2 separate regions of the Rattus norvegicus genome follow, and region 2 is linked to region 1. The links are chromatin contacts, called in public Hi-C maps. All regions are on one chromosome and are shown on one strand. The core of a region is the stretch at or near the end of the contact, and the rest is flanking DNA. Distances in the headings are between cores, read along the strand shown.

The links. Hi-C and Micro-C count contacts between places; a contact is called where the count stands out from the background.
Region 2: a Hi-C map of Schwann cells shows a contact between it and region 1, with 2.4 times the contacts expected there. The contact joins the enhancer-like site here to the promoter of Atp2b1 in region 1. A contact is called at or near these places in 2 of 12 Hi-C or Micro-C datasets (Schwann cells and frontal cortex).

What each region holds. Positions count from the first base shown.
Region 1 is chr7:35,619,660-35,625,417 of GRCr8, forward strand. Atp2b1 (ATPase plasma membrane Ca2+ transporting 1) reads left to right here and starts at 2,802. Exons shown (of 21, transcript NM_001399339.1): 1 at 2,802-3,029.
Region 2 is chr7:35,699,482-35,705,253 of GRCr8, forward strand. Atp2b1 (ATPase plasma membrane Ca2+ transporting 1) reads left to right here. Exons shown (of 21, transcript NM_001399339.1): 7 at 2,693-2,731; 8 at 3,513-3,674; 9 at 4,980-5,194. Among named protein-coding and RNA genes, the nearest start is that of Atp2b1, 80 kb to the left of the region's middle. Within about 2 kb of position 2,295, at least 2 of the 93 cell types and tissues checked have an H3K27ac peak or open chromatin away from gene starts, as enhancers often do.

The DNA of each region.
Region 1 (5,758 bases), core at 1,552-4,051:
TCAGTTGTGAGCTGCCATGTGAGTGCTGGAAACTGAACCCCAGTCCACTGAACTATTTCTCCAGCCACCCCTAGACCCCGTTCTTTTAAAGGCAGTCTTCCTATGTGTTGCCAGACTGGTCTGGAATTCTCCCCCCTCCTGGTCTTTGCCTCCAGTGTGCTGGGATTATGGAAGTGTGAAATCGTGCTAGGTTGGGATTCTCAAGAGAATAAACAGCCTAATGTTTCTCTTCATATTTAGTTACATCGAGGAGTTTCTGCATGAGTTACACAGCTTGGACTAATCAATTTACCAGAGAGATGTCAATACGATTATACCATTAAAAGGAATGAAAGGAATGCACCTAATAAAATTGCCACATATGTTATTGCCTCTTCAATATAACGCCCCAAACAGTAACTTTTGTAACTAAGAAGCACACTTACAAAACCACCATTATTACTTAATAGAAAATTGTATTGTTTTGCTCTTAATGTATACTAATATATCTCCAGATCAATGAAATCTAAGTTCAAGATGAAGATGATATGTGGATATAATATACAGAGGCATTTTTGACTTGAGGCAGCTCAATATTTTATAAGAAAAATGCCGAAGGGTTGAGCTCTAGTCCAGTACCAGGGTACTTACTGGTCACCATGAGGCTACAGTTCCATTCTTCCAGACCTAACTCAGCATTTTTATATCAAAAAGTATGTCATTTAGGGAAGTTTCAGGATGAAACCCTGCAGGAGGGGAAAAAATTGAATTTCTTAATGCACAGTTGCTTCTATATCAGTTTCAGCTTTAATTTTGTATCTGAAGGATAAAAACACACAAATCGAATATACAGTACAATTATGCTGGCTGCTAGCTATATGAGAGTAAGTTTATCATATATGCAATTCACATAAAGCACATACAACTATGTTCTGGGACATATATGTTTTCACTTGTGGGTTCATCTTTGCATGCAAATAAAAATCTCACTGCAATAACGTTCTATAGTGAGGATGCTCAGTGATTTTTTTTCGTGAACACATACTTTAATAACATGCATTTTATGAGTTAGAATCGCAGCAAACCCACAAAGTGAACAGATTCTAGTTTAATCTATTATCGTTTTTTGCTGGTGTAGCATACGATGATTCACTCAATACTTTAATGTCAACTTGTTGATTAAAATAGAATGCATAATTCAATTTTCTATGGGGACTTCCTCGGAGGAAGGCTGGGAATGAGTTATTCTGAAAAGAGACTTCAGGGCGAGAAAATACTGGAAATTACCTAAGTGAAATTTAATTAATTTGGTTTCCTAATTGTAGATTTGAAAGAGTATCAGGAAGGGCTATTTATTGTACCACATCAACCAATTCTCTGTGATAAACAGAGAGAGAAAATACCCAGTGCCAATTTTACACGTCAAGGGCACAGCTCAGAGGTTGGTAATGTCTACCCTGGAGGAAGATAAAAATGGAAAAATTATTTTCAGCAGTTTTATCATGGAAAATTTGCTTTTAAACTCAAGTATTTTCTTTTCAAGCCTTTATTTTAAAACAGATGCTACCAGGCAGGGAACATATATAATGCAGTTCTTGCCTTACCCGTGTGCTTTTGAGAGGGCTATGAAACTACCAATTCTTTCATTTCAGGGTTGAAAAAAAAAAAAAAACAACACACTACGGAACACTTTTTTTTTTTTTTTTGGTTTCTCGAGCTAAGTGATACTGAAAATAACACACATAAAGGTCTAAATTGTTCAGAGAGGGGGACCTTTAGTTCAAGCAGAGATTATAGAAGGATGGGGCAGGATATACACATCTTTAAATGTGTGGATACAGTCAAGAAGATCCCCTTTTAAAGTAGATGCAATGAGGAGCGGTTTTCTTTTGAACTGCAACACGTTCAAGAGGTCGGACCAGAATCGGCTATCTTGTACCATCTAAATACTGCACGGTACTCTGCATCCTCCCCCCCCCGCCCCCCCCCCGCTTTCGTTTCTTTGCTCCACGGGAAAGATGGTAGCGTTTAAGTATTATGAATTAAAGACCCACTAGCTGGCCACAGGTTGGGGGGTAAAAAAGGGCAGCAAACCCAAAAGAGAAACACGAGGACTTCAAGCGCGGTGCGAGGCCTGTTTGCACCGGCTAGAGGACACCGTTTGGGCGCTGCAGCGGGGATCCCCGGTGTCTGTGGCCGGGCCAGCGCGCCTACAGGGCGAGTGGGCTCTCTTCCCAAAGGGGTAGGCACTTTGGCTGTCGGGCGAGTGCGTCACTGTCCGGGACAAGAGACAGGTCCGCTAGGGAGTGGGCGCCGAGCCGCTCTACTGTCCGGTAACCCGGTTTCGTCTCCACCCGGGGGCGACTCGAGCGGGACCCCAGGTGAAGGGCGTCCCACGGCTGCGGCAGTCGCTGCTCTCCTGCCTCCTCACGTTGCAGGAGCCGCCCGGCCGCGCGCCCCGGCACCGGCGGTGACTGACGGAGTCGCCGCCCCCTCCTCCCCCGCCGCCCCCTCCCGCGGCCCTCCCCGGTCCGACACGTCATGGAAACACAGACGTCAGAGCCCGACGGCCAATCGGAAGCCGCCGCAGGAGGGGAAGGGGGAGAAAAGAGCGCAGGAGGGGGCGGGGGTAGCCGGGAGCCCGGGGAGCAGGGAAGGAAGAGAGGGAGGGGCGCGCGGAGGCGCGAGTCGCCCGCCCGGCACTCCAGGCCACCCTTTCCGCACCGCGCGCTGCAAGTTCTGGTTTCCCCCCGCCCCGGGCGCGCGCTCTCCAGGCGGAGACGCGCTCACCGGATCCTCCCCTTAAACGCCCTCTCCGGGAAGCGCCAGTCCCGGTCCGAGCCGCGCTACCTCCGCTCGTGCGCGCGCGCGCGCCCGCCCGCCCTCAGGCTCCCCGCGGGCCGCGTCACGTGACCGCGCCCAGCCAAGGCGGCAGCGGCGGCCGCGCGAGCATCGGCAGCGGTGGCAGAGGCAGCGGGAGCAGCTGCGCTGCCAGCGTGGAGCGGGAGGCGTGGAGGTGTGGAGAAGAAGGGAGCGTCGGACCGGAACGGGTGAGCGCCCTACTCCCCCTTGCCTGCTCGGGCGGCCCCGCGGGTCACCCGGTGCATACGGGCCCCTGCCCGGAGCTGGCCGTAGCCCCTTGAGCTCCGCCGTCTGCGAACCGGTGTCTGCCGGACCCCGCCCCGGGTTGCACCCCGCCCGCCGCTGCTGCTGCTGCTGCGGACGACGGCGCGGGGCCGGTTGAGCTGCTGTGCTGAGCGCGGCGCGCCCTGAGCGCGGCTTTGCGGAGCGGAGGAGGCGGGTCCTGCGGGGACGCGAGCGGCCACTCGGCGGCCGCCGGGCTCTGGGCGGGGGCCGGCCGGGCGCCGCCTCCTCCTCCACCGCCGCCGCCTCCTCGCGGTGCAGCGTGAGTAGGGAGCCCCGGCTGGTGGACGCCGAGTCTCTGGGCTCCACCGCCGCCTCCTTCCAGAGGTGCAGTCGCACCTCCGCGTGGCGCCCCGATCCCTGCGAGCCGGCTGCGGGTACGTCCCGCGACCCCTCGCCGCCACCCCCGGACCCACCCGCCTATCCTTCCTTGATTCTTCTCTCGGAAAAATGGTTCCCGCTGCGGGCGAGGTGAGTGGCGGCCGGTGGCTGCCCGCGGCGGGGGCGGCCACCTGCGGGGGAGGCCGGGTGGGGCGCGCAGGGCGCGGCGGGGGTCCTGACAGCTGGGCGCGGGGTGGAGCGTGGCCGGTCCCCGCGAAGTTGGCGGCGCCGCCGGGGTTCGCTCCTGCTAGGAGACCGTAAAGGTGAGAAGGCTTCCTCGCCGCGCGCCTCGGCGCCGGGTCCAGCTTGGAGTCTCCGTCCCAGTGGCTTCTCGTCTACACCCGGGCGCTCTCCGACTTCGCGGGGCTGCCTCTGCTGCCGCCACAGCCCATCCGAACACTGGTCGCCCCCACCCCGGCATGTGGTGACCTTGAGGGCAGCGGTGCCGGGCACTCCTTCTCCCCGCGCCCCGGGAGGGTCACCCATTTAATCCCTGGCTTGGGCCCCCAGGAGGTACTGCCGGTGCAAGGTGAAGGTTCGTCGTCGGTCCCCCGGAGAGGGTGGTGTGATAGATGCGTGTCAGACAGGACGGTGACTCCCGGGGAGTTGGAGAGCCGCCTGGACGCTCTCTTCAGGTCTTGAGTCTAGCTCCTCAGGATGTTCACGGTTGTTTCCGATTCATGTTTATATACTTAGTTTAAATGAAAATAAAATCTGCTCTGTCCTCGGGTCCTCAGAAAGGGTCAGTAAGAAAGAGGGTGGCATTCCTATTGCGGGGAGGGGGTGGGAGGGCGGGGGGGGGGCTGGGGTTTCTTCTCTATTTCATCTTGCGGGAGAATTTTGTGGCTTAGCTAGTTAGCGACCCCTGGGTCTGCGCCTCAGTCTCTGCCCAGGTTGGTTGGTCTCTGTGCGCATTTCATTCACCAGTTTACTGCGGGACTCTAGCATTGGGAGTGCTTTTGCCGTTGCGGTTGTTAAGACCCCAAGGGGAAGCTGGAGCTGGTCTGCATGGGTAAAGGGGTCTGCAGGACCTTGCTAAGGACGCGAACCTCCTCGGTAGGCTGGTTTTTACCCTTCCGGGGGTTAGAGCGCTGCAGACAGCCACCTTAGGCTGCTATGCATGCTACTTTTCTGGGTTTATTAATAACCTAATGACTCCTGTTGGTATCGATTGCTGTTCCTGATAAATTAGTTATATGGATTTTTTCATACGTGTGTAGGTATATGCATGTCTGGACTGTCTGCCTTTCAACATGGAAGGCTTTGTTGTGTTTCACCTCCCCCACCTGAGGACAGTCTTACTTTAAAATAAGGTTCTTGCACAGCGTAGGTGTATTTTATAATAATAAGTACTTGTAAGGGCCTGGTTTGTTTAAAGCGCTCATAGGGCATCCCTTTGGCTAGTGGCCCATGTGAGTGAATGGAGAGCCTTCACTTGCCCTGCCACCAGCTTTCCCTAGGGAGACTCCCTGTCCTTGTGTGTGGCAGAGGTGGATTGGGGGGAATTAAAGAGGGATTGGAAGGGGGAGAATCTGCCTTTTGTGCTTCTATGTTTCATTTATCACCCCCTCCCTTTTTCCCCTTCCTGGTCAGTTCGAATTTGAAGTAAATAGAGATATTTTTTTTTCTTGTTGGAGGCTTTTGAAAGCTGGTGTATGAAATGGGCCATTTAAGCCCAGTTTTCAGGGAGATGTTTCCGTTTCTACCTTGCTTCGGATAAGACAGTTAAATTGCTGTCATAAAGGGTGGATCTCTGTCCTGATTTTGGCTTGGGCGTAACTGCAAAGATCTTTGAAAAGTAACTGTTATTTCCTACCATATAGTCTGCAAAAGTGAGTCACAATCGGGTGAGCTGAGGACAGAGCGCCACCTTTGATCTAAAATTTTGTTATCCCCCCCCCCTCCACACCCACCCCATCAAATGATGAAAATTAAGAGTACGCCTTCATGTGGCAGTTGTCCTCACCGGTGCCCCTTTGGATGTAAGGGGGAATTCGTCTTCATTTTTCAGTATTCTATAATTTCTCCATCTTGAGAGGAATTTCAGCAACTGTGTGGGAAACTATGGTGTTTTGTTTTTAGTTGGATCTTGAGACCTTGCATACCATTCTGAGAGGAGGTGAGGAACTAATTTTGACTGTGTTGATAATATAATAAGAGGATATTGATGGTCTGCACCGACTGAGGGAGGAAGGTAATGCGGCAGTGTTGTCAACGTTGTTTAGCCATTCTAGCAAATTCCAGTGCCTACCAG
Region 2 (5,772 bases), core at 1,045-3,544, 79 kb after region 1:
GGCTTCTCTTCCCATTGATGCCCAACAAGGCCATCCTCTGCTACATATGAAGCTGGAGCCATGGGTCTGTCCATGTGTACTCTTGGGATGGTGGTTTAGTCCCTGGGAGCTCTAGTTGGTTGGTATTGTTGTTCTTATGGAGTTGCAAACCCCTTCAGCTCCTTCAATCCTTTCTCTAATTCCTCCAATAGGGACCCTATTCTGAGTTCAGTGTTTGGCTGCTAGCATTCGCCTCTGTATTTGTCATGCTCTGGCAGAGCCTCTCAGGAGACAGCTATATCAGGCTCCTGTCAGCATACACTTCTTGGCATCAGCAATATTGTCTGGGTTTGGTGGCTGATGTATATGGGCTGGATGCCCAGGTGGGGTAGTCTCTGGATGGCCTTTCCTTCAGTTTCTGCCCCAAACTTTGTCTCTGTATCCCCTCCTATGAATATTTTTTGTTCCCTCTTTTAAGAAGGACTGAAGCATCCACTTTGGTCGTCCTTCTTGTTGAGCTTCATGTGGTCTGTGGATGTATATTGCGTAATTCGAGCTTCTGGGTTAATATGCACTTATCAGCGAGTGCATACCATTTGTGGTTTTTTTGTGATTGGGTTACCTCACTCAGAATGTCATTTTCTAGTTCCATCCATTTGCCTATGAATTCCATGAAGTCATTGCTTTTGATAGCTGAGTAATATTCCATTGTGTAGATGTACCACATTTTCTGTATCCATTCCTCTGTTGAAGGGCATCTGGGTTCTTTCCAGCTTCTGGCTATTATAAATAAGGCTGCGATGAACATAGTGGAGCATGTGTCTTTTTTATATGTTGGGGCATCTTTTGGGTATATGCCCAAGAGAGGTATAGCTGGATCCTCAGGCAGTTCAATGTCCAATTTTCTGAGGAACCTCCAGACTGATTTCCAGAATGGTTGTACCAGTCTGCAATCCCACCAACAATGGAGGAGTGGTCCTCTTTCTCCGCATCCTCGCCAGCATCTGCTGTCACTGGAGTTTTTCATCTTAGCCACTATGACTGTTTTTAAGGCAGGGTCTCACATTCTACCTCAGGCTAGTCTTGAATTCAGTGTGTAGCCCAGGCTGGCTTGAGCTTGAGGCAGTCGTGCTGCTTCAGAGTACTGGTATGCAGGCATAGCACCTGGCTTGCAGCAGAGTTGGTAGGAAGCAGAGGCAAGAAGGATCTCTGTGAGTGCAAGGCCAGCCTAGGTGGGTTACAGGATAGCCAGGGCTACATAGAAACCTATGTTGAAAACAAATAAAAAAGGTTGGGCGGATCGTTTGTTCTTTGTGCATTATCTTTCCATAAAACATTTTTATTTCAAATAAAATGCATTTGAAATTGTCTTTGTCTTGAGAGTGTAGCTCAGTGGTAGAGAACTCACTGGCATGCTCCGTCTTGTGGTCCATTTCCTAACACTAGGGGTTGGCAGATAGAAAGTTGTGGCTGACATGGAAGGCGGCTCATCCAGTACTCTAGAATCCTCCCTTCAGTACTCCAGGCAGCCCTTGATAAGCCACCATAGGCTTCTTGAAACATGGCGGTCATGGTCGCTTTGCACACTCTATCGTCATCTACCTTCATTCTTACTGTTAGGAGAGTGAACCTCATGGAGGTTATATAGCAAGTACCTGATCAAACCCTCTCTGCTCTCTGTCCTAATACATAGGAGTCTTACATCAGTGAACCCCGTGAAAGCAAGAAGTGTGCTGCTGACTGCTCTTACTGACCTACAGTCACTGTTCCCCATAAGCACTGATCCCTAAGGTCTTACCCAACCGTCTATCAGTCCAGCCTGGAGTAGCCCTGAGAATTACCATCAAAACCGTTGTCCAGCCTTTCGTGTTTTTCACTTCTTCCTCCTCCTCATATCCAGCCCTTCTCGTGTCTTGCCTACTTTGGCTTCTGATCAGACACGGGCTAACCTGTCTCAATAGCCTGTCCATTTGCGTGCCAGCCTGGAATGTGCTTTTCTGGTCTCCAAACCTGAGCTCCCCGAGAGGAGCCAGGTATTCTTTTACTATCGCCTCATCTTTCCCAAGCTTCTGTTCTTTCCTGCCCACGTTTGTTCCAGGTTTCCCAGCCTGAAGATGCTCTTCTCGATAGAGAAGCTGGAAGGAAATAGGCTTGTTGGCTTGTTCCGAACAGTGGAGCCGGCCCCTCCTTGATTACTGCCTCAGACATGTAATCTTTCTGTGCCCCGTGCATTTGATTTAGGGCGTCACTTTGACCACTCATCATCCCGTTCGTTAGTGCTCCTGCTCTACTCGCTTGCCTCCTTGTTTCTACACTCTTCATCCCCACTCCCTCCGGAGTGCTCCTGTATGCCTGTTTTCTTTTTATAGCCTCTCCTCCCTCCCTCCATCCTCTCTTTTTCTGCTTTCTCAGGGTTATGTCTGTATTTAGCTTGACGGTCGCTTGTACCATATTCGGGCTTATTATAACTTATAAAAGAATAAGGCCTTATGCAGAAATACGGTATGCAATACCCTAAGCTATTTTGGAGTATTCTCCCATGGTAAGACCTAGGAAGTGATTGACAGGGTCAGTAAGCTGCTGTTTCCTATGTGTATACCTGTACACCGTTGTGTCGCAATTCTCTAAGAGCAACGTGAACCACCTCTGCATAATTTAGCGAGGCCGTATCCATTTCTTTTGGAAAGCTTTAATCCCCGTTTTGTTCCCACAGATAAGAAACAAGATGGAGCAATTGAAAATCGCAACAAAGGTAAATTCGGGAAGATAAAAAGTACAGTTAGCTTGTTTCTTTACCTCCAAAAATAGATCTGCTGTGTGCTATATTTATCCAAAATTAGGGTGCATGTGACCGGAATGTAAACCGTGTTAACTTGGATTAACCTCTCTGGCCAGTGCTGTAGTCACGCTGTCTCTGCCATCGTACGAGGGTGTTAATTATGATCTGTGTTCCATGCTCAGGTAGCATTCCACATAAGTGTTTCAAAGTGCGTTAACATCCCTGAAGGGAAATAGTTGGAAGAAAAAATTCTGTATAGTATAAGTTGCGTTTAAAAGTCTGTAAACATTCGCATGTTTTTCTATGCATAATCATGTATAATCTGCCTTTGATCATAAATTACATGAGACGGATCTGTAGTCTTTATAGAAATAACTTCATACCTAACATCACATGAAAAGAAAGAAATTTAGTACTTTTAGTTCTTAGTTTAAGGACGGTGGATGCTTCATTCCTGTCTCTGAACGGGACATCCTTAAATCTGGAGCAGTACCGCAGGCGAATCTCACTGCTGTCTTATTCCCCCTGTGTGGTCACCCCCAGTACACGCACCCGTGCGCACACACAGTTGAATGTTATAGTTCAGCCCTTTTTCTATCAGAAACTGTTTTTGTTATTAAAAAAAAGAAAGAAAGAAAGAAAGGAAGGAAGAAAGAGAGAAAGAGAGAAAGAAAGAAAGGAAAGAAGACAAAGAGTTTCAAAATGTTTACCGTGCCTTTAAAATACAACAAAATTGTGTTTGCTCTGAACTTAGCAAAAGCCCAAGACGGCGCGGCCATGGAGATGCAGCCTCTGAAGAGTGAAGAAGGGGGAGATGGTGATGAGAAAGACAAGAAGAAAGCAAATCTGCCAAAGAAGGAAAAGTCTGTGTTACAAGGGAAACTTACGAAGCTGGCTGTTCAGATTGGCAAAGCAGGTACGTCCCATGATGCGGAAGGAATGGCAGAGGGAAGGGGGTATTTCTTTCAAATATGTGTATCTGCTTTAAAAGTGTCTTTTGCCACAGCGAGGACTGGAAGTCACCGTTTTGCAAGAGTAAAGGATATTAGAAGAATATTTTTAACTTTGTACTTTTGAATTACTGTAGACGCATAACGTGATTGCAGCATTCAGGCCCTTACTCCTTCTGCCCCTGAGGTAATCAGTGGTCAGGTTAAAATTAGTGACCGAATCTGCTTCATTTCCAAGTCCATGCAGTCATCTCCAAATGTCTAGGGTTAGAAATGAAAAAGGGGCCGTCAGGGAGATTGTTCAGCACACATTATCAAACCCTAGAAGTTTCTTAGCACAGGCTCTGCTCAGCCTTTTATTGGCTGTCTGTGAAAAAAAGAAAAAAATGAGTCTTTCTGAACATAATCATTTTGTACATCTGAAAACACTTGGAATTGTGAAGCTGATTTATTAGACAGCACCCATGGAGCCAGCACTGCTTTTCAGAGGAGCAGTGAAGGAGCGCCTGTGGTAAGGCAGAATCCCCAGTGTTGCTGCCTTTGACAGACGTTGTATGAAACCCGCATGCATTATCAGAGTTGCGCAGACGGCACCATTATACGGCTCGGAGTACAGTCAGGGAAGCAGCCTGTGCCTGTAGGCTTATTCCCTAATAGCAGACATGCATGTGTGTCCGTCGCCTCATACTGTTGGAAAGGGTGGTCTTGCGTGTGATAGCATTGAGAAGCTGCTAGCTAGGATTTTAGACCCAGACGTCTGGACTTGCTTTGTTTTGATACTTATTTGTAAAAGACTATATAACACACCTCATAGGGGCTCGATGTTCTGTAATACCTAGTTAACATTTCTTTCTGAGTTAATGAATTAATGAGGCTAGACCGGAATAAGTTAGGAAATGATCCCGATAGTGTAATTTTATGTATGTATTTTTAAACATGGAGTCAATTTAATTTTGAGACTCTCGAAGTTGACCGTCTTCCCAAATTCTTTCAGAATGTTGACCATGGCAAGCGGCAGCTTACACTGACCCGTGGGTAGCCACTTGTATTTGCTTCTTAAATCCGTCTCCACCTTAGACAAGGGACAGTCACCAAAAACCTATGTCACAGTTCTTGGGGTCAGGGTTTAAGTGTGATGGGTGTCGGGTGTGATGCGCTCAGAACAATTGAGAGAGACGTAACCACACTGGTTATCTTACAGTGCTGGTACAGAGTTGCCGTGGGTAGCGGCTGCCATATTTAAACGATTGTCCCATTTCCTGCCTTTGTAGGTCTGCTGATGTCTGCCATCACGGTTATCATCCTAGTGCTATATTTTGTGATCGATACCTTCTGGGTTCAGAAGAGGCCGTGGCTTGCTGAGTGCACGCCAATCTACATCCAGTACTTTGTGAAGTTCTTCATTATCGGGGTCACCGTTCTAGTGGTCGCGGTGCCGGAAGGCCTCCCGCTGGCCGTCACGATCTCACTGGCTTACTCCGTCAAGGTGAGTGAGGAGCAGTTGAGTCTGCGTGCTGGTTAAAGCCACGGCTCACCCGGGGCATCCTTTTCTGGCCCGGAAAGTAGAGGGCTTCCATTTCCTTAAAGACGAAGGCAGTGGTTCCCGGATTCCGATGCACGGCACTGCTGTTCACTCCTTGAAGAGCAGCAGCCTTGCGGGTCATCACACCCTCTCTCCCATTGGGAAAGCTGAGGTCAGGGTGTGTGCAGCTCAGTATTTGGCACAAGAGCAGGGATGCTTTGCTTGGGCCCATTTGGCTGAGCCCTCTTGTTTCTGCTTTGCTATTCCCATCTGTGGGCAGATTTATATTTCCAGAAACAATTCAGATACTCTCTGCATGGGTACACCCTTTTGACTCCCTTCCTATGGCTCACAAAGTTTTGCTCATTCTGGCCCTTGCTCACCGTGTCCATGCGCCCCGCCCCACTCTCCTCTGGTCCAGCCTTCCCTACTGGTCTAGAAACATTCCATCGAGGATTTGCCTTTCGTTATGGGTTTGCAGGTCACACTTAACAGAAGAAGGCTGTTGTGAAGTTAAGTAGCGTTTCTCCTTAAATAACATT